Regions from separate parts of the Mus musculus genome. Here regions 2, 3, 4, 5, 6 and 7 are each linked to region 1. A link is a contact called in public promoter capture Hi-C data. All regions are on one chromosome and are shown on one strand. Each heading gives the region's core, a stretch centred on a gene start, on an enhancer-like site or on the middle of the called end of the contact. The rest is flanking DNA. Distances are from core to core; before and after follow the strand shown.

Region 1 (3,954 bases), core at 696-3,195:
GCAAACTATTAAAGTCTAAGTTTCTCAAATATCATCTTTTTCAAAACTGGAATATATGACTTTATCAGGGTAGCAAAGTAAGGTTAGCAGATCCAAAAACACGTTTTATTCTAAATCTAAAGTTAAATTTACCATTCAATATTTTCATACTAATTCCCACTTAAGCAAAATTTAAAGTGTCTCATGAAATCATATGAAGAACAAAGTATCTAACAAAAAAAAAAAAAAAAAAAAAAGGCTAGGAGATCCAAAAAGAGGGCAAAGTTATCCAAAGAAATGAGGGTTGGGGGAGGGAGCTACTCAAAAAAGCTGTGACGTGGCTGGCAGTCAGGGCACATACCTTTTAATCCCAGTCAGCACTCAGGAGGCAGAGGCAGGTGCATATCTGTGAACACTAGGCCAGCCTGATATACAGAGATAGTTCCAGGACAGCCAAGGTAACATAGAAAAACAGTCTTGAAGAAAAGAAAAGTTGGGACAGATGATAGTAGAGATTAAACAAAATCTATAAAAGCAAGGTAAGGTAAATTCACAGTGTTTTAGCATTCCTCAAACAAACTGTATCCTGAAAGATTGAGAAGGCTGGTCAAAGAGAAATACATTGCTATATAATGCAGAATGATAAACTTGGAGGTTCATTATTTAAAAAGAGGAGGGGAGAACAGGTCCCAAACATGAAATGTGAAAAACTTTCAAACAAATTTAATCATGACCCTCAATGGAGAAATTAAGATGGATGGATGGGTAGATAAATTGATACTCCCAAGTTTCTAGTCATTTCTACAGAGCATCTTTATTCTGCCCACATTTAGCTGTCTGGATAGACCAGAATTCCAGTCTTAAACTACTACCTATGTTCCTTGCTACATGAAATCCTACAGTACGTTAAGCCTTAGGATGGTCAGCTTAACCTACATATGTGAGCATTACTTTTCTATACCTCTAATTTAACACTCAGAGTGCTAAATGTTTTCCTAAAAGAGTATAAAGTCTCAAGGTCGACAAGTAGAGCCAAATAAAAACAGCTGCATGCATGCCCTTCCAGTCCCTAGTAGAAACCTAGTAAAAATGTGCTACCACTTAAAACATATTACTCCCTCTCTCCCTCAACACAGAGAGAGAGAGAGAGAGAGAGAGAGAGAGAGAGAGAGCGCTGCAGCAACTTTTACGAAATGGTAATTTATTAAGTGCTCTCCCTGAAATAAGTTTCAGTGGGTTGTGCATCTTAGGAACTCGGATTTTCCTGAGCCAACTGAAACATGCAAGCACCCTACACATCGGACTCTGTAGACCTGGGAAATAAAGCGTTGGGGGCACCAAACTCCCCTATGCACTAAAATGAAATCTGGTCTTCCCATCCAAGGCAACTTCAAAAACAATAGTTAGGAAAGGAAAAAAAAAAATTAAGGGTTGATTCAAGTGATTCCCACGTGGGAATCCATGGGAGTTTCCCTGAAACAAAAACCACTGCCAGAATAAGGTTGCCAGGAAAAGGCATGGGACAGAGCTGGCCATAGGCTTTCTCAGTTTAGTGTCCAAAAAGGTGCAAGTGTCCACTCTGGAGACACAGCTGCTCTAAGAAAAAACTCCGAGTACTTGCATTACTCCTGCAAACTGACACTTTCTCCTATTGGTAGAAAGGAAAGGTTTCCACTGCCAACCCTCCCGAGGAACAGCCGAACTCCAGCATCAAAGCACCCACCCGCTCCCACTTGTCACCTTATAATGTCCCCCTCCCCCGGGTCCACTCACGCTTCAGAGTCGAGCGGTGGCGCTGACAATGTGGCTGGCTCCCTTCCTCCTTCGGGCTGAGGCGGGCAGCTGCGGAAGGCTGGCTAGGCGCGGAACTGAGGAAGAAGCGGTGCTAGCGTCGCTCCACCAAGCAGCTACCCGGGTCTCTTCCGCGCTGCTGGGATAGAGGCGGCGGTGGCGGCCCCGCTCGCTCACCGCTTTTTCTCTTCCTGGGTCCCTGCAGACTGTGGTGGCTTCAGCCCGTCCTGGGCCACTTGTCCCGGGACAGTCACGATCAGAAAGCTCGAAGATTTTGTTTGGGTAAAGTTTCCTCTGGGCGGAGGCTGCAGCCGGCCCCCCAGGTTCCCCCCCGGCCCCACCGCCCTGGGGGGCTGGGGCGGGGAGGGGGCGCCGAGAACTCCTGGAGTCCCGCCGAGGAGCCGGGGTGCGGCGGCAGGCCCAAAGAGAAGCCCCCCCAGAGGGGGTGGAGGGGAGGGGAGGGGAAGGAGAGGACAGCGGCGCCGGGGCCGCTCACCACGCCGCCGCGGCCGTTTCACATCGGGGTCCCCGCCCCCCCGGCCCGGAGGTGGCTCCTGGGCTGGGGGCCGGGGTTCATACACTCCGCTATGGGATGCTACGGCCCCGGGCGGCTGGTGTGGACAGCGGCAAGGCTGGGGACCCGGCGGGCTCGGATCGGCGCCGCCCCCGCTCCCGGCTCCCGCATGTGTCGCGGCGGCCGGGACCCCCTCCCTACACCTCGGGGGGTCCTTCGTCCCACAGTCCGGGACGAGGCAGAAAGCCCAGCCCCTCGCGGGCGTCCTCTCCCGGCTGAGCAGCTACGAGTCCCGACCCGCGGCAGCCGCCTCCCTGCCCCCCGGCCGCGGGCTCCGGCTCGGGCTCGGGCTCGGGCTCCGGCTCCGGCTCCGGCTGGGGCTCCGGCTTCGGCGTGTGCAGCAGCCGCTGCCGGCCGGGAATGTAAGGGGGGGAGCCGACGGCGGCCGCGGCTCCCGATGGCCCGGGCTGCGGCAAAGGTCTTGGCGGCGGCCAGTGCACGGATGCCGGGTCTCTCGGATGCTCGCTCACTCACTCGCTCTCACGCTCTCCCCGGCGGCGGCGGCAGCGCCCGAAGCTCAGCTTCTGTCTCTCTCTCGCTCTGTGCGGGGCTCTCGCCTCACTCCACAGAGGGGCGGGAGGAGAGTGGCGCCCAGCGATGACGTAAGTCGCCTAGCAACCGCTCTCCTCCCCCTCCCTTCCCCTTCCTCTCTGCGCCTTCCTCTCCGGGCCTCTTCTCCCCATCTCCAGCCACCCCGCCCTGGGAGGCTGCGGCGCGTTCTGATGACGCACCAAGGGAAGAGGAAGTCGCGATCTGCGAGCGGGTGGGTGCGCCTCGGGCCGCGGGACTGCTGCTGCTGCTGCTGCTGCTGCTGCTACCGCCGCCGCTGCCGCCGCCGCCTCTACGGCCGCGTCAGAACTGAAGAGAGGAAGGGGAGGAGCCCAGGCGAGCCTAAGCTACCGCCTGATCTTACCCCTGACCCTAGGGCGGCGCGGAGAGGGAGCTCTGTCGCCGTTCCCTCCGGGGCAGGTGCGGACTGCTCCTCTGGGAATGAGGAGGCCCGGGATCGGGCTAGGGCGCGCAACACCCGAAGGTGAGGCTTTTGGCCCGGAGCAGATCCTGGAACCGAGAGACGGCTGGAAAAGTTAACCTACAGCCAGTGGCTGCACCTGCTCCCGGGAGCGAACGTCCCACCCTTCCCTTGGCGTGGGGTGAAACCTTGCGCCGCATTGTGTGTAGTAGTGCACTACGAAGGTTTGATGAGTGAATGAATGAATTAATGCCTCTAGCACAGCAATAGCGGGACTCAGAGGTGATAGTGGAAGCGCACGCGTTTTGTAAGTTGAAGCGTAGAAACAAGTTGTACTACATCTCCCTCCTCACCCCCACCCGCCCCCTGCCACGAAAGAAAAAGGATGCCGTTTCTTCAGAGTCGCAACTTCAGAGTTTTGTGGGAAAGGAGGCGAATTGGCAGGACTGGGGAACAGGGCTGAAAGAGAATCAACATCTAGGATATTATTTAGGGGATTTCTATGTTTTCAAGGGGCGAATGTAGTCGAGCCCCCTTTTAAAAGTAATTCTTGCTTGTTTGGATTTTTTGGAGCTTTTTAGATTTTGTCAACAGAGTGCCCCTTAACCATCTTCAAAAGAGTTTGGCGCCTCTCAGGTCT
Region 2 (3,954 bases), core at 506-3,005, 1.8 Mb after region 1:
GACAAGCAATAAGGGAGCTAACTGGGAATAGTGTAGGCTTTTGAAATCTCACAGCTTCTCCCCAAGGCCACACCTCCTCTAACAAGGCCACACCTCCTAATACTTCCAAAACAGCTCCACCAACTAGAGACCAAGCAAGCATTTAAACGCATGAGCCTATGGAGGCCATTCTCTTTCAAATCATCACACTGGGTGCCTGTAAACTATAGTTAGGTAATGATGTTTTTACTGCAGAAGACAAGACAATAGAAAAATGAGTTACCATTACTTATATTACACTAGAAAGCCACTTGCTATTGCCCAAGCGTCCTGTGAGTATGCACTTTTAAGACCTTTCAAAGTCCCCTCCTCCCCTCTCTCTGCACCCTTCTGTTAATATTAAATACTTTAGCAACTGAAAAGGAATAAAGCTTACCTCTCTTCATCCAAAGGCACGGGTTTTCCATTATCAGCCACAAACATGTCATGGGTCCTCTTCAATGACCTGAACACCAGTGTGTGTACAGAATGCTTCTGTACCTCCTGTAAAGAGACAGCCAAAAATCACACATCTAACAAGAGACCCATACACCCTAATCGACATGAGAGTCATTATGCAATTTCCACGCTAAATATGGAGAAGGATATACACTCCTCAATAACTGTAACAAACTACAGCAATCAACAACGAAGATGAGAAAGCTCCTGTCTGGCCAGAGCTCTTAGAAAAGTAACTGAGTAATGCCTACAATGTGTTCAGTAGATATTTACCGAGCTAGTACTGTATGCGGCATGCAGTGTACTCAAGAGGCAACAGACAAAAATAAGCAAAATAATTCCACATTTTTGGAGGGTTCTATGAAAATAGGCAATGGGATGAGTTGGTGGGGGGAGAATTGGTAGATATAATCAAGAAAGGTTTCTCTCAGGTGATAAGCAGAGAGGGAGACAGCCTTACACGGAATAGAGGTACAAGCAGTGAAAGTGTGGGAAATCCCACTGCAAAGGTGTCCAGATAACTCAGAACCGCAGCAGTTGTGAATGCTGCGGAAGTGTGGGTTTCCAGGGTCGGTGAGGTTTAGACCTCTGCCACCACCAACATTTTTACTCTATAACACTGGAACAGAAAGCAGCACTGAACTACACTCCTGCAATGTGTTCGTTAATCCTAAGCACTTAGACCAGCTGGAAGTTATTGAATGAGTCCGGGCAAAAGATGTTAGGCTAGACTCGGAGGACTGCAGTGGACCTGGAACGCAGTGGGTGGGAGTAAGAAACGTTTGGGATACGCAAGAACAAACAAACAAACAAAATCAAGAACCGCACGCCTCTACTGCGGTAGAGATGAAATAACAGTGGAACTGACAAGACAGCACGGACTAGCATCCCAGCCACGGTGGGAACATCAGAAGCCCCGCCTCCCAGGAGACGGCCAGGTACCTACGACAACACACGGACTGCAGGATTCCCTCAGGCTTCCCGCCGACTGAAGCTCGGACTTGGGATGTCATCGGCCTTCCTCCCACCCCGACGTGCCGAGACCACCAGCTTTGACTACAGTTCCTTTCCCCAGATTCCCACCACTTTCATCCTACACTTCCGTGGGCAAAGCAAAGCTCCAGGGACAAACGACTCCCAAGTACCCAAGCATCACTTTACCTCCACCATGTCGCCGCCGTTTAGTCTACCCCTCCAGCAGCGAAGGAACTCAAATAATCGCCGCAGAAAACGCCGCCACTATTCGGCAGCTCTTTCCGGAGATTGGGGCCCGTCGCCGGACGTGACGCTAACCGCACATGCGTATTGGCAACCCGCCGCGCAGGGGTCGAGGGGCGGAGTCTAGCGGTGGAGGGCGGAAGCTAGGCGGAGTTGCGCGGAGCCTCTTGGAGGAGAGCGGGACTTCGGCAGCCGCTGGGCGGGACTGGGGCGGGGTTTGGGCGGGGACGAACGATGTCTCCAGGCAGAAGGGCGGGTCTCGGCGGAGCTGGGCGGAGTCTCCTGCCTGAGGGCGGAGATTTCAGCCGGAGCTAAGGGAGCGCGCCAGCCTTAACGTTTAGGGGCGGTACCTGCTTCCAGAAGCTTGGTGCTCCTTACTTGGAGGTTTTAAGCAAGCAACTTTTTCGTTTCTTTTCTTTTTTTCGAGACAGGGTTTCTCTATGTAGCCCTGGCTGTCCTGGAACTCACTCTGTAGACCAGGCTGGCCTCGAACTCAGAAATCCTCCTGCTTCTGCCTCCCAAGTGCAGAGATTAAAGGCGTGCGCCGCCACCACTGTCCAGCTTAAACAAGCAATTAAAAAAAAAAAAAAAAAAAGGTTGAGAACTTAAGTTGGTTTTATTTTATTTGGCTTGACGCTAAAGTGTTGAGGTTTTGTGATTTACCCAGGTTAAAAATAAATCTGTGGCTTATATGATCGATCGTTTTCAAATGTTTTCTGTATTGATGTAGTTGCTATTTGCGATCTTAAGGCGTTTTCACAGATTGTGCGTCTTCCTGAACTGTGGTTAAGTTCACGGATACCGTCCTCAGAATACTGCGAATACTTTGAGAAGGATGAAACGTAGCGCCGATACAGCAATGCTCTCGCTCGATTTATATTTTAATTCATTAAAAACATGAAGGTCGTGTTTTTAACCTGAAAATGGACATTTCTAGTCTTTTTAGTTTTGAGCCTTAACGTCAGCGCCATCTTTGTAGCCCGCAAGTAGTCATTTCTAAATGTGAATGTGAGTTTAGCCAAAGGATCTTATTTTCTGTAAAAGTGGCTAATGTTTGTGCACGTTGCAAGGAAATAGTAATAGCCATAGAAAAGAACATTTTAAATCACAAAACACTAAGGAAATGTAAGAAAGACCTTAATGTATCTATGTTAATATAACTACTAGACAACTCTCATTAAACTTGTGAGATACCTTAGTCATCCTGAACACAGCTTATGCAAGGCTCATAAGGGCAGTCTACTGAGGTAAACCACACTAGGTTTTACTCTTCTTACAGCTCTTGAATTAAGCCACCCGTGTGAAAATTTCCTTCTTAAATGAATAGCTTGGGTGATCCTATTATCTAGTCATGAGACCCATAAATCACACATATCATACACAGATCTCCTGTTCATATAGGAACCTGGGTTTTTCTGTTTGCTATGGCCTCCCTCCTATTTTCTTGTATTTGAAGGGATCCAGGATCTTTGGCTGGTTAGGAGTCCCAGTTCAGAGGTGTTGGCGCACGCCTTTAATCCCAGTACTGAGGAGGCAGAGGCAGTCGGATCTCTGAGTTCCAGGATAGCCAGGGCCAGAACTACACAGAGAATAAAACCAAAACAAACGAAAAGAATAAGATGTACGTGTCTTTAAAAGTAAGCAAAAACCTGCTCTGGCTAACCTTGCGAGCTGCCTTTTCTGGACAGTAGAGGTCACTATGGCTCTTCATAAGTGTGCAGAGGACACTTTCTTTAAGCAAACATGACAAATTATTTACGAATATAAATATGAATGCTGCGTTTGTATGTGTGAAAACAATCGTGCAGATTTTAAGGAAAGCCGTTTTTTCATTAACAAAGCTGTTTTTTTTTCATTCAGTAATACAAATCCTTTCAATCTCCTTCAATTAGTGTACCTTGCCTGTTGAGCAATGATCAGTGAGGTAGAATGTGGCCTGGTACAACTGGGACAAGCAGAAGGCCTGACAGGTTTAACTGAAGAGTCGAAAGTCTAAGCAGAGACTGCAGTAGCTGAGTCTTCCCTCTGCAATGCTGCTGTGAATGAGAAACCAAGTCAGTGGATCTGATTCTCCGCTTACTTCCTTTACAGATTCCAATCTGCTTAAGAGACTCTGATAGGACTAGCAGGAGGTAGGGCTAGCATACCCACTCTTGGTCACCTGTCGCGTCCAGCATACTGACAGGACCACTGTAGAACCAGTCCTGAACTCCAAAGACATCCCTAAAGCTTGTGGTGGTTGGTCTCAACAGAAGCAGA
Region 3 (3,954 bases), core at 1,060-3,559, 1.7 Mb before region 1:
CAGCACTGCCTGTGGGATTTGTTCCAAGCTTCTTTTCCCTGTGGTCCCATACTCCACGGGAGTACACCCCTCTGGCCTGTAACACCTCCAAGGCAGGGACTATAGAACGCACTAGTTACCCGGCTACATGGCATGGTCTGGGTCCTGCAGCACCAAAGCCTCCCTGACCAGCGGGAAACCGCTGGCCGCAGCTAGCCGCCTAGTAGTGCATTCACTCTTAGGAACGCCCATGAAACTACTGTCCCAGAGGCTCTCTGATGCTTACTTTGCAAGGTTCTTCCCAACTCCTCGCTACTTAAAACGGCCCCCAAGCGATAAATCCCGCTTGGTTTAAAAAAGAAAAACCCAAATACTCTTTAGAAAGGAGCTTTAGCATCAAGGTGGAGGCGGGTCAAGTCTCCAGCCCTCCGGACCACCAAAGACTAAGAACGAATGAAGGGGTAGGGATCCAAGCATCTCATGCCCAGTAGAAAGAAACATTAGCTCTCTCGGTAGCAACTGAATTCAGGTTCTGGTAGGTTTCAAAAAATGCAAGTCAAGCTCTCCTACGGGGTTTTACAAAAGTTATACACAGCTTTTTAAAAAAAAAAAAAAACGGGCTAAAGATTTTATTTTCCCTATGCATAACCCACGGCTTAAATATTATCTGCCAAATCAACCTAAAAATAGCCCTTAACTACCTGAGTGTATTAAAACAACTGAGAGCCCTGGCATCTTAAATTCTGAGATAAACTCCCAGTAGCAAGTGAATCACCTTGCTGCAGCCCTTGTTTTTCCAAAAGTCCTACGAGGCAGCAATCACACAGCTTGTTAAGGATAACACATATTCTAAGGAACAAGAGCGACTGAGTTTTAGTGGGATGCAGGGGAGGAGGAAGGCCATCTGGGTAATCAATAACAGTAAAGTTATAGATTTTTATCCCAGTCAACTCCTTTAAAAGCAAGAATCAATTATGAAAATAAAATTATTCTAAACCAGTACTGCCCAAGAATATGTTCACAATTAACGTCACAGTATTTAAAAAATTAAGAAAACCTGAATTCAGGCTCATTTTTTTCCTTCATTTTAATTTAAGTCTAAACTATTTTGGTAGCTTATTTCAATCAGCAAGTATAACCAAGTAATGTATGCTAATATATAAACTTACAGTTTCTCAAAACTCACATATTTTCTCTCTAGTTATTGGTAAATTCCTATAAGAGTAAAATAATGACACAAAGATAGCTAAATCTAAATTATGAAATAAGGATCAAAAACATATCTGGAGTAGTTTTTGTCCTGTTCTGTATTTTTAACAGCATATGGAAATTACTAACAAGAGATTTATGGTTATAGACTGTCATCCTATCCCCTCCTTTACACATACACAGCAATTCTCCAGCTCTTGGCAACAATGGGATGGGAGGGAAAGAGAAGGGGGGGGGGACTACAAAATTTAAGTCCTTTCTTAAGCTCCCCTTCCTGCTCTCATTTGCCTTCAAGCCAAAGACAGTTTGTTAGAGTCTGCACCTTCTGCAGAATGTTCAGAGACTTAAAACCAAAAGTGAAGCTCACTGAAAGCACTACTACTTTGCAGGAATTGATCCAGCCATACCCAGAGAAGAATCCCTTCTATGAAGACTCTCCTCCTCACTGCAACGGTAAGAAAAGAGGATAAAAAAGAAAATGGGACTATGAAACGAGTGAGAGCATTTGGCTTCTGTCTAGTCCCATTTTCTCACCCCCCACGCCCCCTTTATCAAGTGCAGTGTGGTGGCTGCTGAGGTCCCAAGCTTGTCCTCTCTCTCTCTTTCTCTCGGATTGGCTAAAGCACTGACAGCTTGCATAGGGATTGTAGGAACTGAAGCTCCACCCCTTCACGGTGGCCCAGAACCATTCATAAACTAAGGAGAGAGAGAGAGAGAGAGAGAGAGAGAGAGAGAGAGAGAGAGAGAGAGAGAGAGAGAGAGAGAGAGAGAAGTGTGGGGGGCAGGTATCAGAGGACAGGGGGATGAGGTAGAGACTGCAAACGCAACCCAGAGGAGAGGAAAAACCCGGACTCCTTAGACCTGCACACCAGATACAACGTAAGCAACGATTTAGTCACACTAAAATAGATTTTGCTAGGGCCAAAAGTATAAATAACGAGGCAGAAAAGAATATCAAACAACTTGCAGCAGTTTGCACCTAGAGAAAGGCAGGAAGAACCCACCACAAACAAACCAACCCAATCCAAACAACGCCTCCAGTAGGAAGCCAGGAAAACTGCTACGACACAACCCCCTGAGAAGAGAGGAGACTAGCACGCTGAGACCGCGCGGGGCGTCTGCAAACCTCAGAGTGCGCTGCGGCCTGAGCTGTACTTCGCTGCTCTCCGGGCATTAATTACATCCTTCACTTTCCTTTTGGGGGAGGGTAAGGAAGGCATCACCTACGCTGAGCGAAGGCGTCCAACCATCGAGGGAGAAGTTTCAGAATGAACCACTGAATGTTTTTGTCTTATTTTTAAATTTACTTTGGCACTTATAAGACTTCATTTCCAGATATCTGGGCAATCGTGGCTGCTGCGGACATCTAAGCCTAGCCTCTTGGTAACCTAGTTTTTTCTCTCTCACGATTTCATCCATCTCTCCCGCACAAGGAGAGGCTCGTCTTTATTTTTGCAGGTACTTTCCCCCCTAAATAATATTATTTCTAATTTTCTGCGGAAGAAAGAAAAGAAAATTCCAAAGAGGGAAAAGAAAAGGCCAGCCGGCTATATCATCAGCCGGTCAGCCCAGGTGGAAAGCAAGAGTGAAATTGGGGCTTCAGGGGGAACGCACCGCCTTTCCACAGCCGCAGGGCCACCACCAGTGCGTGAGCCTTGGATCCCTCAACGTATTGCGAGACGCCGGTGTACAGCCCGGACCTGTGCCCCAACATGATCGCCGCTCAGGCCAAGCTGGTTTACCAGCTCAATAAATACTACACCGAGCGCTGCCAGGCGCGCAAGGCTGCGATCGCCAAGACCATCCGAGAAGTCTGCAAGGTAGTGTCGGATGTGCTAAAGGAAGTGGAGGTGCAAGAGCCCCGCTTCATCAGCTCTCTGAGTGAGATTGACGCCCGCTACGAGGGGCTGGAGGTAATCTCGCCCACCGAGTTCGAGGTGGTACTCTACCTCAACCAGATGGGAGTCTTCAACTTCGTGGACGACGGATCTCTGCCCGGCTGTGCCGTGCTCAAACTAAGCGATGGGCGGAAGCGGAGCATGTCTCTTTGGGTCGAGTTCATCACAGCGTCTGGCTACCTTTCTGCGCGCAAGATCCGCTCGCGTTTCCAGACACTAGTAGCCCAGGCGGTGGACAAGTGCAGCTACCGGGACGTGGTCAAGATGATCGCCGACACTAGTGAGGTCAAGTTGCGCATCAGGGAGCGCTACGTGGTGCAAATCACCCCAGCGTTCAAGTGCACCGGGATCTGGCCTCGCAGCGCGGCACAGTGGCCTATGCCCCACATCCCCTGGCCCGGCCCCAATCGGGTGGCGGAGGTCAAGGCCGAAGGGTTCAACTTGCTCTCCAAGGAGTGCTACTCGCTGACTGGCAAGCAGAGCTCCGCAGAAAGCGACGCCTGGGTGCTGCAGTTCGGTGAGGCGGAGAACCGCTTGCTGATGGGCGGCTGTAGAAACAAGTGCCTCTCGGTGCTGAAGACGCTGCGGGACCGCCACCTGGAGCTGCCTGGCCAGCCGCTCAATAACTACCACATGAAGACGCTGCTGCTGTACGAGTGCGAGAAACACCCGAGGGAAACGGACTGGGACGAGGCTTGCTTGGGCGACCGTCTGAACGGCATCCTGCTACAGCTCATCTCCTGCCTGCAGTGCCGCCGCTGCCCTCACTACTTTTTGCCCAACCTCGACCTCTTCCAGGGTAAGCCCCACTCGGCCCTGGAGAGCGCTGCCAAGCAGACCTGGAGATTGGCCAGGGAAATCCTCACCA
Region 4 (3,954 bases), core at 696-3,195, 1.4 Mb before region 1:
ATATAGCTTAAAGTTTTACGCTTCAAAAGTAAGTGCCTATACCTATATCACCTATACCTATTTTGTCATTCTATAATCTGTATTGCAAATAACCGGACTAACAGTAAAAGCCTAATGAAGGAAATAATTAACTGCCGGGAATAAAACAGTCTAACCTCAAAAATATAGAGGTAAAAAGAATGGCTACTAAACAGTTATTACAACTACTGCACATTTATATCTGGCACCTTGTATTATCTTCTAACACTGGTTGAATGAGAGAAAATTATTTTAAAACCAAACTCGGTTTCAACTCTTTTAAGTTTATAAGCAACAGAAAACTAAAGTCTAAAGGCTCCACTAAAACTAATTTCTAAAAATGGAATGGAAAAAGAAAAAAAGAAAGTATCTCATATCCACTTAAAATAAGCCATTGCCCACCATAGTATAATCAACAACTTCCAATGACCAAGTTTGTTTCAATGATAAACACAAATTTACAAAAGTATCAAGCTCACACTGTGGCTGCCTCAGGCCTTTTTCAAATTGACATTCAATTATCACAAGATAACCCTAAACCCACTGCAAAATTCAACCTTGGTTAGTTATTTCTAAAACTAAAAGTAGCCAGAATTTTAAAAATACTAATTTACAAGTTAGCCTATATCAGCACTATGAACATGAATTCTGTATTTAAAACTAACTATAGCAAAACATAACTTAGGCAAAAACTTACATTAGCTCCCAAGTCCAAAAAAAAAAAAGTCATTTATTCAAAATATTAAAGAGAAAAATCGCAGGCTTAAACATACACTCCAAGAGGAAAAAAAAGTTACATCCAAATTCTCCATTGAACACCTGACTACACACACACATGCACACACATACACACACAAATATACTTCCACATCAACACTTGCTTAATTAGCACAAAGGTGATCTGTTCATGTTCATTGAAAACCTGAAGCATCAAATTTTGCATAATTCTCTTTAAACTGAAATACAAGTAATTGCTCCATTTAGGTCAAGTAGAATTTTGTGTCTATCCGTGGAAAAAGCCATTAGATTGAGTGAAGCACATGACCCCAACTTCGTCTTGCTCCCCAACTCACCGAGAAAAGTATATGCTTATAAAATATTGATCTACTTACCAGGTTAAAGACAGTTTCTACAATATCCCTATTGGACACTTCTCCAACTTCAACCAACCCCGTCAGCACGGCGAATTTCATTCTGATGCCCCTGATGGGGAGCCCCGGCTTCAGAGACAGCGCACCCCCTTCCGTAGGGGTTTCTTCTTTCCCTCCACCTCCCCCGTCATCACCTGTTGGTGGCCGGGAAGGGGCACGATTGTCTTCACTAGCCATGACTAGTTCACGAGAAAGGACAAGTCAGAGTCACCCTGGGCCAGCAGTCGCTGCACGGAGAAGAGGCACCAACACACACGCAAACGCTAAACCAAAAAGGGTCTCTGTTCCAACTTGCGGAGAAACCCAAAAAAGCAGGAAAGTCCTTGGTCGTCGCCCTCCTCCTCTTGGAGACTATTTGTCCAATCTCTCTCCCGGAGGCTGACAACAACGCCAAAGCCTATTGGAAGATTAAACATCTGTTAAATAGGGTAGGTCTGTCGTGGGATTTTTTAGGGAGGAGAGGGAAATAGTTACTGTCTGTCAAATAAGTTACTAAGGGCACCCCAAGGGCCAGCCGGCCGGCCGCTCCTCCCGGGCTCCATCGCCCGCTCCGCCGAAGGCGGGTCCTCCAGGCCGGCGAGCAGGCTCACTCCTCCCCCCCCCCCCCCAGCCCGCGCAGGTGGTGGGCGCGGGCAGGTGCACCGCGGGGGACTGTCGCCGGCAGAGGACGGGGGGCCCCTGCGACCACTGAGGTCCAAAGTTCCTCCTCACCCGGAGACTCCGGCCTCGTCCTCACCCCCGCCGGGGCGCAGCGAGACGGAGGTGGCGGCGGAGATCCAGGGCAGGAAAAGGCGGGGGAAGGGGGCGGTGATTCTCCTCAGCGCTCGGCCCAGGGGGAGGAGTGGAGCACCTCGCCCGGGCACCTGAGCTCGGCTGAGGAGAGGAAGGGAGGTGTGTGCTGGGGCGGGAAGGCAGGCCCGACGCGCCTGCGGGGACGGGGACAGGGACCGGGACGGGACCGGGGAGAGAAAGGTCAAGGCACCTGGTCGCAGCCTTCAAGTTTCCCTAGTCCGCTCCCCGGGAGCCCGGCGGCTGCCTAGAACTCCGTGCTTCCCTAGGCCGCCCCACCCCTGCGCTCAGCCCTTGCAAACGCAGCTACTGCAGGCGGGGGCGACGCCGCGGCTCGTGCCGCCGCGGTGGCCGAGGATGCTACTGCCACAGAACGCCGGGCTACGGCGCGCGGGACTACCCCTATGCCTACTGAAGCTGCTCCTCGCCGCCATGACAGCGCCGAGGGCCGCCGGGCGCGGCGTGCGCGTGCGCGAGCGCGAGCGCGCGGGGTGGTGGGGCGGGCGAGCGAGCGAGCGGGCGGGCGCCCTAGCGGAGGCGGCTTAGTAGGGGACGTGCGGGCGGGCCCGGAGAATCGCGGGTGAGTGGCGGAGCAGAGCACGCGCGCTCGCTGGAGGTGCCACGCGGGCGGGAGCGCGCCTCGAGAGCGCGCTGCTCAGGTAGAGCCGCGAGCGGCGCGCTTTTCCCTCGCACTCTTCGCCCAGACTGTGCTTTGGCGACGAACGGGAGGCGGGTGCTGTGCAACAGCAGGTCTCTGAGCGCCGAGGGTACCCGCCCCACGTTGTCAAGGTGTCCTCGTGTTGGACTTGGAGAAGGACACCTGAGGGACTTAGGAGTCGTTGAGGTGGCGGCGCTGGAGCCTCTGGGGAGCAGTCTCCACCCCTGACTGAGCTCAGCTGCTGCCTGCCCGCCCGCGGCGCTAACTGGGAAAGATTTCCACTGGGATGCCCTGGCAGCTGCCGCTGCTCGGAGGGGAGGGACAGCGACTGGGAGGATTCCTTGCCTGGCAGCTGCCGCCCCAGCAAAGCTCTCCCACATTCTAAGGAGTAGAGGATTCATTCCTCAGACAGCTGCTCGGAGCTGTGGAGGCGGGATTCACCGGGGGGGTTGGGGGGGGGCTGGAAATGGGAAAGGGGGTTCCTCTCAATTTCCCAGTGTGGAAGTTAAGTTTGCCTCATTATAGATGCTTTTAAATATATATAAATGAGGATTTGAAGCCAGTACAAATTGTCATAGTCTAATGTTGTCATTCTCTTCACTGCCTCTGATGATGGCAAAGCATTGATCCTGGTGCATTAGTATAAAATAAAATGAACATAGAGGAGGTAGTTGTTCTATTAGTATTCTCTGGGATAAGACTTTAAAGTACTAAAATACTCCCAGGTTCCTAAAAATGACGGGATGAAGTAATCAAAGTACTCTGAAGGAATCCAAAGAAACGTAGATGAGTTTGAGAAATGAAATGGTTCACTTGAAAAGGTATTATTTGAAACATCCTTGAAAAATAGACCGTTTTAGCTGTCACATGGATACTTAAGAGAAGCAACATCAGAAAAGATTCTAGCAACGAAGTGTGTTTAGTTTATTGCACCTTTTTTAAATACTCAAAAGGAAGCTTCTTAAAAGAAATTAGGTTGCCTCAGAATGGATTTACAAATTCCAAAGATAAGGCAGACATTTTTCTAATTCTGTGAATTGCTGATTTGTGAACTTTTACTGTTAGAGTTAACATCACTGGCCACCTGTTGCTGAAATCCCTGAAGAAGGAAAACAAACAAACAAACAAATTCCTTGGATCTCAGTGTGTAAATCTGAAATAAGGGAGTGAGATGTCCCTGCAGGATCAAGAAAACATTCACTTGACCTTCTTGACCTTCTACCAATTTCTATTTTGAATGTGGGAGCCATGATTAGGCTACCAAAGTCATCTGGTAAGATTTTGCATCCTTGGATTTGGCAGATAGTTTAAGTTACTATATCTAGTTTATAGGCACTA
Region 5 (3,954 bases), core at 990-3,489, 1.2 Mb before region 1:
TCTACAAGCCCCGGGGTTATGGTGTGTATCAGGCCATGCGAGATTAAAGAAAAAGAAAGCCTTTAACTTGAGGGAGGGAGGAGGAAACACAAAGAACAGGCAAAGCCATTTACCATGAGGAAGAAAGCAGAGGGACTGGGGGACATCAGGCCTCTGGGTGAGCTCCCACTCTCTTTTGGAAGAAGACAACTACTGCAGTTAATGCCCAAGCTTGGTAAGGAATGCAACAAGGGGTTGGAAAACACGCTAATACATTAGGCGGGAGGGAAGCACCACTTGTCGACTATTAAATAATTTATCCCCAAGACGATAAAATCTAAAATTACAAGTCTGACCCTCTCACACGCAGCATGCACTTGCTGACCCCTCGCCCCTTCATGAAGGAAGCCATGTTAAGGGTAAGAGAGCTGAAAACACTTATTTCTGGGTGCAGACGCTACCAAATCTCGGCAAACTATTATCACAGAGCCTAGACTAGGCCTTGTCTTCAGACATTATGGAACTAGTAAAAAGTTACAAAAGTAACATTTGTGCTGGCCTTGGGGGGAAAAACACACTGAAGAACCGTTGAACCTGTATCTGGGTCATATTTAGTTTAAATTCCGACACTGCTCTCCATGGTGCAGTCCTCTGTAAGAGGGAGACTTTCTTCTAAAAGGTACCAAGAATCCAAGGTACTTATGCACTTTTAAAATCTGTAAGCAACCAAGGCACAACTTTGCAAACTTTTTCATGGTACTGAATTATTTACGCAGCAGTTAAGTGTTGTTTCAGTTAGGCTTACATTGAACAAAACTACCGATTATTATCACTTGGTGTTCATGGTAACAGTCAAGTGTCTTACTCTAAAAAAGGCCCCGTGGCAGGCAGGCAGGCAGGCATAAAGTTAATTTTAAGCTTCCGGAATGTCTTACTCGGAATACGCTTACCGACTTTTTTTTTTTTTTTTTTTTTTTGCTTTTATCCCATTTTCTGCCCTCCAATTCCACAGACCCAACTTTCTCCTGGTGGTCACACAGAGGAGCCTCTCCATGTTCCCTTTCTAAGAAGGCTCCAGTCTGGTGCCTGGATTTCCCATGACTCTTCCCAATCCCTTCACCTCTTTATGCATCTTCTAGGTTAATTCTTCCATCCAGTTTCAGATAACTGTGGTTAACCAGCTGGCCTAATAATTTCCTCTCCATTACGGTTACATTGAAAACCCACCCCAGGTAAAGGGAAGGAGGGTGGATCTACATTTAATTTTATACTTATGCACCAAGCTATTTGATTCGTGCTTCGTTGGTGTGTCCCAAAACAAGATCTTAAAGGTAACTAACTATAGGCCCCCAAATGACCTCCATCCAAAAGAATTCCCTTCTCCAATACTACATTGGGCACTCCCGGTTTACAACGGGGAGGGCAGTTGCAACAAATTAACTCTCCAGCAGAAAATCAGCGCTGTGGGGGAGGGAAGGAAGGGACTAGAGGTCCGAAGTTCACCGGCTGCTGAAACAAGACTTGATTCAGCATGGGCACGTGGTCTGACCAGGTTGGGGTGGCCCAGGCGAAACCGTAGGGATGGGTCGTGGTCCAGAGAGAGATAGACGTAGGGCATGGCCTCTGACTCACCTACAGATAAGTAATCACCCAGCCACAAGTACCAGCCGCCTTGGATTTAGTTTCCACGGAAATTTTGGAGTTTCGGCTCCAGGGCCACTAACAGGTAAAAGAGACCAATCTGAATTCTCTCAAAAAGGAGAAAAGGAGGCTAAGGATAGAAAGGCCACTGTCCCGCCCTCTCGCCATCAGGAGTTAAAGGTGTCAGTCCCCTCCAGGCAGCATCGAGAGCAGCTGCCGAGCTGGGCAGGGCATGAGTGGGCGCGGAGAACCCGGTCCTAGATGCTCCCAACCCCCCGTGCGCCCCTGGTCCCCGCGTCCCCCGCGTCTCACCTGCAGCCGAGTGGCCCGGGAGCGCGCGGCTCCGGGCGCGGCGCGGGCCCCCAAGCTCGCGGCGCTCTCGCAGCTCTTCCTCCTCGTCCTCCCGCCGCCGGCCCTCAGCCATGGGCGAGGCGCCGCCGCGCAGCCCAGGGACGGCGGGCGAGCTGCGGGCAGCGGATGGCCCTCGCCAGCGCGCTCGGCGGGGAAGGAGGGCTCCACCTGCAGCGCGGAGCTGGGGCGCGGGCTGGGCCGAGCTCCCCGCCTTCTGGGCACGCACCGGCGGCCTGCAGCTCCTCGGCAGCTCGCTTCCCGTCCGGTTCCCTTCCCCGCCCCACAGAGGTCCAGCCTGGGATCGGGCGGGCTCCCGACCGGCCTCGCCTCCTCGGGGAGGGGTTTCGGGCTGCTGAGGCCGCCCTCCAGCCGCACAAGCTGGAAACACCCCCACAACCCAAACAGACGTGCACAAAATAAATAAAGGGGTTGGGGAGTTGAGAGAGAGAGACAAGGAGGCTTGGCCTCTTCCTGCCCTTTCACAATATTCCAGAGTCAACAGGAAACCCATTCGCTTGACACTTAAACAAAAGGGGGAGGAACCGGTTCCTAGGCGAGTCTTGGAGAGATGCACAAACTGGGAGAGGCTGAACTTCACTTGGGGCACACCACCTAGAGTTGAGTCTAGACTCTAAGAGATCTCTGTCTCTCTGTCTCTGTCTCTCCTCTGTCTCTCTGTCTCTGTCTCTCTCTCTCTCTCACACACACACACACACACACACGTCTTAATTTGGCCTGAAACTCCTGATCATTCTGCCTCTTAAGTGGTGGAATTACAGTAGTATGCTACCATATCCGCCCCCCCCCCTTATATCACCCCTTAAAAAGTACCTCATTAGGGAATAGGTTTTTTGGTATTACTGTTTTCCTTTTTTGGTAGTCAAAGTACTCTGTGATACATGTCATAAATTAGTTCAAAGGCACAGAGTGTGCAACAGCAAGGATGAGCCCCATGTACGCTATGAACTTTGTGGGCGATAAAGATGCGCCTGGAGCAGGATTAAGTTTATTAGTTGTAACAAATGTGCCCCGATATGGAGGATGGTGGTGAGGAGGGAAGCTATGCATAAGGGGGTCAGGGAGAGCATTTGTACTTTCATTTCAGCTTTACCGAGAACACAATACTGGTCTAAACAGTACAGTCTAATTTCTTTTAAATACTAGGTAGGACTTGAGGTTGGGGGAGGGGGGTAGAACAGTTCCCCAGTTTGGGTGAAGCTTATCTCTGGCACTGTAAAAAATAAATACATAAACAAATGAATAAAGCCTCCCAGTATTCAGTTAATTGAGGGTTAGGAGAAGGCCACCATCCCTAGAAGTTCAGGGAGAAATGTGTTAAAGGAGTTCCATACCCAATGATTTGTAGAGAGGTGATTTGGCCAAGTGGTAGGAGAGCTGGCTCTGAAGTCAGAGGCTGTAATTTGAGGCACTTAACTGCGGGACCTACCCCCTGCACACTGCTCCAAAGCTGGAAAGAGCAATGTAACAAAAGTCATTGTACATACCTATCACACACAGCTAAAGTTCTGTAGGTGCACATACATAATTTCACACCGAGGGACAGATTCTGGAATGTCACAAAAAGATACTGAAACAGCAGGCAAGAATGCTCCCTTAGGAAAGGGCTGTGTGGGATGAACAGGCCTTTATCTGCAGCCTCTGGCTCTTGTTCTGAGAGCTTGTGAGAGCCCCCAGTGTTCGCAGTGCTGGAAGAAGAAAGGAAGAGAGAGGTCACTGAGGCAGAGGCGTTGCCACTGTTGCTTTACCTCCTCAGTGGTAACTGTTGCTGCCTGAGAAAAACTATTTCTGTTTTTAGGCAGATAAGAACAAAATTCAATTTTAAGAAATTGAGGTCAGATCCACAAGTTAAAACACCACTTCCGCATAAGCAGTTAAATAAGTGAACTCTTGGATCGCTCAGAATTAAAACGGGGAGAAAGAATTCTGACCTCAAAGGGTTGTCCTAAGTGTTGGGGATCACTT
Region 6 (3,954 bases), core at 471-2,970, 1.1 Mb before region 1:
ACACTTAACTAGCATGAAATGATTTCATGTTAGTTTTTCCTGTTGCCTTCAAAAACTCTGTGAAATATTGTATCTCCATTTTATGTATGTGGACAGTTTATAAGATCCATGCTAAAAATAGATACATTGAACAAGGCTGAAGCATTCCAAATATATGGGATTTGTGATTCATTAGCTTGAGCTCTGCCTAGAACGATGAAGGAAATTTTTATCATGGAACAAAAACAAACATCAGGATATATCAATGCCTTCCTGTGTGTGGACATAGCTAGAAAGCATATACATTTGTCAGAAATTTTTATGTTGTAAATGACAAAGCTCGAATAAAAATCACTTAGAAAAAACAATAAAAGGGAGGATAGGCTGGCTCAGGAGTGGAAAGGGCTGAGGGTAGATGGTTAGCCTTAAGGTTCAGCTATGACTGAGTCCAAGGGCAAGTTTAGCTCCATGAAAGTAAAGTCATATCTTGGATGCACGGTGCAGGACAGGAGTGGCCAGGGTTGTCCTGAGCCAGGGTAGGAAGCTCACATACCTCAAGTGACAGACTTGGGTAGGGAGCCAGCAGTTTCCATGGGAACATCAGTTGCTTTTAGAAGAAAGAATGGTTGGTAGACATCAAGCCTAGCAGATCTCTACAACCAGTCCTGCCTTCAAGGCGTGCTCCCCCTGCCTCAGAAATTCTTACTCTTAGAACTATGTCTTTATGACTTGAGCCTCAGGAGTTCTCTTCAGTACTGTAGATATTCTGAGGCAAAGGTTTGCAATGCCGGTGGTATATTAGAGTCACGTGGGTAGCCAAAAACTCTTTTGGGAATGTGGGTGTCTGAGCTCACCATCTTAAGCTCATCAATGGGCTGGCGGTACAGCATCAGTTGTAGACCGCTTTCTTAGCTTTCCTGAGGCCATGGGTCCATATGCAGTACTGAAAAAGGAAGCAAGCAAACAAAACCATCCACACTCCAAACTTTGACCCTACTGGAAGAGTTTGAAAGGAGCAGTACTTTGTGCACAGTTGAGAGCCTATCTCTCGGACCTTCCTTCTCCTCCCTTGCTCTTTCTTCTTGATGTCAGTGTCTGTGGCCATTTAGTAGTTGCCTCAGGAACACTGACAGAGCTAAGTATAACGGAACTGCATGAAGAGAATGTATTGTATCATACACCACCTTGTTCCGGGTTTCTGCACACTAGATTTCTACTGTGTCACTTTGGGACTTACTGTCTCCAAGATATGAGAAAGGATGGGTAACGTGAGGAACCTTTCCAGCCCTGTAGGGGAGGAGATCGGATTGTGGGGCAGGACTGTTTACAGTCCATGTAGCATGTGGAAGACAACCAAACCCACTGGAATCCAAAGAATGCCGAGCCTTAGGAGTTCTTGCTAGCATGTGGAAAGTCCCACAGAGAAGAATAATCTCCACTTGTTTGAGGGCTTCCTTCAATATGACTAAAGGACGGTGTGGGGGAGAGGGCGGGCGCTACAGCTGGGTAGGTTTTTGTTTGTTTTAGTTAAATGCTCAAGGCACTAAAGTAGTGTTTATTACAAGGGAAATATCACACAGACTATCAGTTTGGGCTTGTAAATTTCCAATTTGAGAGTTGAAGGAAAATGGTCACAGTTTTAAATTGGATTTAAAAAATCGGTCAGGAAAGGAATCTAAGCAGCTTTGCTGAGGCCTCCGTGCTGCAGTACCACCCATGGCCACAGGGATGCAGTGCAGCTCAGCAGACAGTAGGAACCCTGGAGAGGCGGGTTCCAGGGAATCCTCGCTAGGGCAGTAAAAACCGACCTCCTGGAACCAGGGGGAAGACATTCTTTATCCCTGCCATCCATGTCGCCCCTCAGTTCTAAGCTCTGTGGTTTATTAAACGACAGTTACTACAGGCTTATTGCACGTTCCCTTACTCCAGTGCGCAGTGGTCTTGCCTTGGGAAAAATTTCGAAGTAATAGAAATATCTAATGATGAAGGGCTGGTAAAATGACTTGCTAAATGTTCATACAAAAGAAAACAGTGCAGCTATGTAACTGTGTTCCAGACATTATTTTAAAGGCAGGGAAAATGATAAACGAGAATAAATTTTGTAAATAAATAAATAGCCCGTTATGGTGACAAATTTGTAACCCCCTGTACTCAGGGGGCTAAGTAGGGCAGGGGGATTACAAGTTAGAGACTAGCTTGTGTCTCACAATGGGACTTTATCTAAAAAAGAAAAAAAGAAGTGTGTGTGTGTGCCTGGGAATTGAGGAGGTGGCTTAGCTAGTAAAGTGCTTGCCGCTAAGCACGAGGACCTGAATTTGGAAAGCAGGGCGCTGTAACCCTAGAGCTGCAGAGGCAGACGGGAGGATCCCTGGGGTCTGCTGGTCAGCTCGCTCTAGGTTCAGCAAGACCCTGGCTCAGAAGCTAAGGTGTCAGGTAGTTAAGGTAAGTCACTCCCATGTAAACCTCCATTTCATGAATGCCCGAAAAATAGGCATATGTGTGCCCACAAATACCCACCCCCGCAGTCAAACAACGACAATAACAAAAGCAAAGTCCAGATACCCAAACGATTTGAGATTCTAGTGTTCTTAAAGTGTTTAAGAGGCACATACACATAATAAAATCTCTAATTGGTAGACTTATTGTTGAAGTCTAATTTTCCTCTTATGTTTTATAATTTTATAAAATAAGAAACAAAAGCACTTTTATAGTTAGGAGAAAATTATTGAGGAAAATAACGGAACAGATGGATATCCAGTCTTGCACGTGAAGAAGAGGACAGATCCTAGCTAGCTGAGGCTGGAGATGCTTGCTGTATTGGCCCACGTTTGCTGACTGATAGGCTGGCTCGCCCTTAATGTTAGCCAGGGATGGAGAAGCCGACTCAAAAGGCCTTGGAAAGAGCATTTCAACAAATCACTAATTAGTCGTAATTATATGTGATTATTGACTTTCTTATGGATTTAAAATTTCCCTGTAGTAAGCACACACAGTTTATTTAAAATACTTACAAATAGAAGTATATATGCAAATATTGGCTATTGAATTGTCACTTATATTTTCCTTTAGTTTAGTCTTTGCACTTATTTTCTTAGCATTGACTTTATGAAGCTATCAAGTGAGCCATCTTGCAGTGCCCTGCTCTCTAAATTTGCCTGACTATTTCTCGAGGTGCCCTTGAATACACCAGATGTATTTCCTGGAAACAGGAAATTAAGCCATAGGCAGGAAGAGATTCAGGTCACATTTTTTTTTTTTTTTTTTTTTTTTGGGCAGGCGTATGTGCTGGGAAATGCTGTGTACGTCATAATTTATGCTATTGGGAGTCATAGCAGGTTGTCCCAGTTCAGGGTCAGTCCGTGGTCACTTGGCCTCATGCCATTGGACAGAACATGCTCACAGGAGACTATGCTAGGAGAGGCTCTTCACCACCTGGTGGATAGTAAGCAGAAAGACAAACAGACACATTACTTTTGTTGTTGTTGTTTGTTTGTTTTTAGCAACAAGGTTTTTCTGTGTAGCCTTAGAAAGTCTCTTTGTTATTTTTGAGATTATAATATAATTACATCATTTCCCCCTTCTCTTTTCTTCCCTCCACCTCCCCAAATGCCCCTCCTTGCTCTTTTTTCATTAATTGTTGTCACGTGCATATTCATCTATATTCCTAAATACAACCCTCTCAGTCTGTATAATGTGACTTATATGCATGTGTTTTCAGGGCTGGGCATTTGGTGTTGGACAACTAATTGGTGTGCTCTTCCTTCCTGGGGCAGACCCTATCTCCCACTCTCAGCCTCCCTTAGATGCCTGCAGCTCTGTGTAGGGTTGAGGCCTCGTGGGCTTTTCCCTGTCCACTCTGGCCTGCCTGCTGTCTTTGTTCAGCTAACATTTACGCAGCTGGTGGGATTTGATGGGTGTAGATTCTGACATGAGAGACACAGTCTCACAGCAAAGTTCCTGCTCCTGTGGCCCTCG
Region 7 (3,954 bases), core at 478-2,977, 1.1 Mb before region 1:
TACTAATTGTATTATTTGACCTTTTATTACTGTAACAAAATACTTATGTCAACTTAAAAAGAGGGAAGGTTCATTTTGGTTTACAGTTCATTATCAATTGCCCATTTGCTTTGGCCCTGTGACAGTAAAGCACACCACTGTGGGTGCTCATGACATTTGAGAAAATGCTTATTTTATAATTGTTGAGACTGTTAATGTTTTTGTTCTTCAGCCCCCCAAGAGTGCTTGACAAACAAAAGTTACCCAATGGGTATTTGCTGAGTAAAGGAATGATTTGCCCATATTCCAAAGGCAGAGCAGACCTGTGACCTGCTGTTCGCAAAACCCTGCTCTCTTATTCCGTCCCCCCTACCCCCGATTTATATTCAGGAACCATTTTTTTTTTATCTTCAGGCGGCAAAAGCGAAAGTTGGTGATTCGGGCATGGTGGTGGTGGTGGTGGTGGTGGTGATGTACAGATAGTAGGAGAAAGCATGAAGTTTGTACCATCCAGTTGCTATGGGTGCAAGGAAAATTAGAAAACTAGATCTGCCCGATTTTGGTTATCTCCGGAGGTCATTCATGCAGAACAAAGGAAGACTCTTCCTCAGAAGCAGGATTTGGTGAGGCGCCAGTAGGATGCTGTGGTGGAAAACCTCCACATCCGTTTTCTCAGACTGTGGTGTAGCCCCATCCGCTGGGAGGAGGACTCAATTCAAGTTTCAGCCACACTAACCACAGGGCAATGCAAATAGCAAGAGAGCCGCTAACCAAGATTCAAATTCCTCCTATGGGATTTAAAGTACAGGAAGCAGAGCCTGGACAGACCGTCCAAGCACATAGGGCGTGGAGACTGAAGGGGAGAGCTGGCGTGGCATGCTGTTCTCAGTCCTTAGGCAAAGGTCGCCCCAGGTCGAGGGTTGGGCCCTGGAAGAGGATAATGTACCACACAGTGCCAAAGGGCCACCACCTCCCTGCTGTTCTCCATTCTCCTGAGCTCCGAGTTGCGAACTTTCATCCTTGCTAAGGACTATTCATTTAACAGCCCTTTCTTTTTGGCTGGAGGTAGGGTGGCAGTGGGGACAGTTGCCAGTGAATGAACGACACACACCTATGCAATACCCTCAAGCTCACAAATAAGGTCCGAACGACTAAAATTACCCCTAAGAAACTAAACTGCAAAACTGCAACTCTTTGCTTCCTTGCTGGAACCAAATGGCCTCCTGTTCATTCAGGCGAGTTTTCCAGTCCAGTAAAAGGAGATCACGTTCATCTTTTGCCTCAGATCTACTGGGACTGTCCTGTCATGTTAAAGTTCAAATATCTCAGGAAGACGAGACCAGGCGAAGGGAATCCGCGTGGGGCGATGCGTACGGCTCCGCACTCAAACCTTCTGGAAGTGGGAAATCTAAGACGTCCGCGCGTCGCGGTGTGCAGCTTCCTTTCCTCAGAAAACCCTAGAAACCAGCCGGGCGTGCCTGCCTGTCAGGCGTGACGCGGGAGGAGGGATGAAGTTCGCCAGAGAGGCGAGCCCCCAAGGGCGAGGCGTCCTCCACAACGCTCCAGTTCAAGTTTCGGTGGAAACTTTCTCGCAGAGGCCCCGCCCCCTTCACCTAGGAAACCGGTGCGCGCTGTAGTCGCGCAATTCGAGTCTCCCGAGCACCTGGCGGAGGCGGGTCTGGGCGACAGGGCGGGGCTTACTGGGGGCGGGGTCGGAGGCGGTGGAGGCCCTGGGGGCGGGGCCCCTGAGTCGCTCGGCAGGTTGGGCCCCGCCCCTGCCACCTCCCTGCCTCGGAGGGTGCGGGCTGTGGGGCGGGGACCAGCCCGAGACCTGCGAAGCTCCGTCACCCGCTGACGTGCTGGAGAAAAGTTGTGCCCCGACCTTCTCTAGCTGGGTGATTTGTCCCCGGGTCCTCAGACTGAGTTGAAGCCAGGGCTGGAGGTCACCGCGCCCAGACGCCCGAGGGCAGCTGCCCGGGCGCCTGGAGTTGGGTGTTAGGCCCAGAGGAGCCGGCTCAGTCCTCTGTTGTGCCCTGTGCGCTGGAGGCTCGGTTGTTCTCCCGCACCCGGGACCGTCGCACAAACTTTCTGACTGTCTAGGGGACACTGCGTAGCAGGAGGATCCGCGGCCGCACGCAGGTAAGAAATCTGTGCTTGAAGGCTTGCTTTTATTTTATTTTAGGGTGTTGGAGGAGGAAGAGACTGTCCCGAGAACCTCCTTCCTGCATCCTGCTGGGTGGCAGGAGCAGGTTTTGGAGAGAGGACTGGTAGGACGGCTGGGGAAGTCCAGTGACTACCCGGGACGCTGGGGGCTCCTGCAGGCGACGTTACTCAGGACTGACCCTGGAAGAAGAAGGCCAGCTTGTTTTGACGGAGGAAGATGTCATCAGGCTCTCCACCTCTTTTCTCAGTCCCTTGGGTCGCAGCGCCTGGGTCCCCCAGGAATAATTGGCAGAGACGATGAGATCTAGGTCTGTCTTCCTCTCCAAACCTTTCCTGGCATACACCAGAGTCAGAGGCGGTGCCACTGGGCTTGCAGCACTTTCCTGCTGTGAGGAATTTATTGTTGGGTTACTGTTGCTCAATTTCATAAATTCTCTGATGAAACTGAGTTTGAGTTATGGTTATCAGTGTGTGTATATGTATGTATGTGCGCGTGTGTGTGTGCTTGTTTTCCCTGGTTTCAACAAAGCTCCCTTGTTAACCCCACTCCTGCGAGGTTAGCTAGCTATTGTTTTATTTCAAGCTCGGGTGGGTGAGGTGTTGGGGGTGACAGCTACTGTGTTTGCTTGGAGTTTTGGGACTCCTGTGAGTGGGTGCTGAGAATTAGCCCAGGTTGGCTTTAGCCTCCTGTACTTGACAGATCAGCTGTCAACTATTCTACAGGTATTGCAGCCCTAGCCATCCAGGCGCAGGGGGTACCACATCCCCTCCTTTAAGAGAAAAGAGCTCCAAATGAAGACAGGCTGTTCTCAGGAGGAGGAAGGGGGTGGGGTGGGCGGGGGAGATGGCAGACCAATTGTTGCTTTCTTTAGATGGGGCCTACTACTCTGTGGGCTGCTCTGGGAGGGCCCTGCTATCAAGTTCATCTCATTAGGAAGTCAGCTGCTTTCAGCTAATAGCCATAGCAGCTCTGATGAAATTATATAGGTCATTGAAAAATAATTCCTGCTTAATCACCTTTATCCTGTTGATTAGCAAGGGGAAGATTTCCTGTCCTTAATGTACCTGCCTGACCTCTCTTGTGCACCTGGTGTGAAGATGCACCTGGTGTGAAGCTGCCTGGACCTAATGGACCCCAGCCAATGTCCTCATTTGGATAATGTCAGTGGTCTTGGGAAAGAAACTGGGTGAGAGATTCAGTCCAATATGGTAGACAGGTTGGCTTTATTTCTCAGATAAAGACTGATTTCTTTGAATACCAGCAAATTCTTTCTCATGACACTGATAAGAATTTTATCCATCTTTGCTTTGATACAAGTTAAGTTTGAGGTCTCGTATGCCGTTTGTCTTATAGTCTTAGGAATAAGATTAAATTACATGGGAGGAAAGGCAAGAGAGGCTGGCATTGCTGAGGTGGATCTAGAATGGTTGAGAGTGGTGTAGTCATTTAGGCTCACCTGCCCAGCTAGCTTTTTCTTGTTTCTAACTGCTGGATAGTTCTGTACCTCCTAGGTTTGGTTCAGAGCTCTTTCTGTGAAGTTCTTCCCCTAGCAGGACTCTAAGAGTCAATAGCTATAAACCAAGAAACAAATGCACAAATGTATGCAGCAAGGTGGGGGTGAACAGAGAAGCTGGGGAGTAAAATTGTTAGCTTATGTTACTTTTTTTTTTTTCTACAAGGTTTTAAGGTCAGTGCCTCATGCTTGCTAGGGAAGCACTCTATTCCCCGGTGACATCTTCTGTTGCTTTTAGAGGAGAATTTGATGAAGAATATCCCTCCTGTGTGGAAATATTACAAACTGACCATCTCTG

Evidence for each region. Promoter capture Hi-C pulls out the DNA fragments that hold promoters and counts their contacts. Capture Hi-C pulls out chosen DNA fragments and counts their contacts.
Region 2: a promoter capture Hi-C map of pre-B cells shows a contact between it and region 1. The contact joins the promoter of Plrg1 here to the promoter of Fbxw7 in region 1. A contact is called at or near these places in 2 of 39 promoter capture datasets (the C10 cell line and pre-B cells) and 1 of 484 Hi-C or Micro-C datasets (muscle stem cells).
Region 3: a promoter capture Hi-C map of hippocampal neurons shows a contact between it and region 1, with 4 times the contacts expected there. The contact joins the promoter of Mab21l2 here to the promoter of Fbxw7 in region 1. A contact is called at or near these places in 2 of 39 promoter capture datasets (cranial neural crest and hippocampal neurons).
Region 4: a contact with region 1 is called in a promoter capture Hi-C map of adipose tissue, with 2.8 times the contacts expected there. The contact joins the promoter of Lrba here to the promoter of Fbxw7 in region 1. A contact is called at or near these places in 5 of 39 promoter capture datasets (the C10 cell line, hippocampal neurons, liver and 2 more) and 2 of 9 other capture datasets (adipose tissue and liver).
Region 5: a promoter capture Hi-C map of hippocampal neurons shows a contact between it and region 1, with 3 times the contacts expected there. The contact joins the promoter of Sh3d19 here to the promoter of Fbxw7 in region 1. A contact is called at or near these places in 4 of 39 promoter capture datasets (hippocampal neurons, liver and stem cell-derived epiblast-like cells) and 3 of 115 datasets of contacts at active chromatin or transcription factors (astrocytes, differentiating embryonic stem cells and pancreatic cancer cells).
Region 6: a promoter capture Hi-C map of hippocampal neurons shows a contact between it and region 1, with 4 times the contacts expected there. The contact joins the enhancer-like site here to the promoter of Fbxw7 in region 1. A contact is called at or near these places in 3 of 39 promoter capture datasets (frontonasal cranial neural crest, hippocampal neurons and liver) and 3 of 115 datasets of contacts at active chromatin or transcription factors (astrocytes, embryonic forebrain and embryonic stem cells).
Region 7: a promoter capture Hi-C map of embryonic stem cells shows a contact between it and region 1, with 4 times the contacts expected there. The contact joins the promoter of Glt28d2 here to the promoter of Fbxw7 in region 1. A contact is called at or near these places in 6 of 39 promoter capture datasets (the 3T3-L1 cell line, embryonic stem cells, hippocampal neurons and 2 more), 1 of 484 Hi-C or Micro-C datasets (embryonic stem cells) and 5 of 115 datasets of contacts at active chromatin or transcription factors (astrocytes, cardiomyocytes, large pre-B cells and 2 more).

What each region holds. Positions count from the first base shown.
Region 1 is chr3:84,813,568-84,817,521 of GRCm38.p6, reverse strand. It overlaps Fbxw7 (F-box and WD-40 domain protein 7), which reads right to left and starts at 1,945. Exons shown (of 14, transcript NM_001177773.1): 1 at 1,753-1,945. It overlaps Gm35486 (predicted gene, 35486), which reads left to right and starts at 3,089. Exons shown (of 1, transcript NR_165832.1): 1 at 3,089-3,954.
Region 2 is chr3:83,053,339-83,057,292 of GRCm38.p6, reverse strand. Plrg1 (pleiotropic regulator 1) reads right to left here and starts at 1,755. Exons shown (of 15, transcript NM_016784.3): 1 at 1,639-1,755; 2 at 416-522. The coding sequence starts at 1,647.
Region 3 is chr3:86,546,638-86,550,591 of GRCm38.p6, reverse strand. Mab21l2 (mab-21-like 2) reads left to right here and starts at 2,309. Exons shown (of 1, transcript NM_011839.4): 1 at 2,309-3,954. The coding sequence starts at 2,901. The region is part of intron 40 of Lrba (LPS-responsive beige-like anchor); the gene reads right to left. It overlaps Gm31677 (a long non-coding RNA gene), which reads left to right. Exons shown (of 5, transcript XR_375777.3): 3 at 1,578-1,641.
Region 4 is chr3:86,222,681-86,226,634 of GRCm38.p6, reverse strand. Lrba (LPS-responsive beige-like anchor) reads right to left here and starts at 1,945. Exons shown (of 57, transcript NM_030695.2): 1 at 1,881-1,945; 2 at 1,131-1,566. The coding sequence starts at 1,346.
Region 5 is chr3:85,969,403-85,973,356 of GRCm38.p6, reverse strand. Sh3d19 (SH3 domain protein D19) reads right to left here and starts at 2,239. Exons shown (of 22, transcript NM_001082414.3): 1 at 1,933-2,239.
Region 6 is chr3:85,921,932-85,925,885 of GRCm38.p6, reverse strand. No RefSeq gene overlaps it. Among named protein-coding and RNA genes, the nearest start is that of Gm26204, 15 kb to the right of the region's middle. Within about 2 kb of position 1,720, at least 76 of the 459 cell types and tissues checked have an H3K27ac peak or open chromatin away from gene starts, as enhancers often do. A contact at or near this core is called in hippocampal neurons, where this site is marked.
Region 7 is chr3:85,885,291-85,889,244 of GRCm38.p6, reverse strand. Glt28d2 (glycosyltransferase 28 domain containing 2) reads left to right here and starts at 1,727. Exons shown (of 2, transcript NM_177130.3): 1 at 1,727-2,118.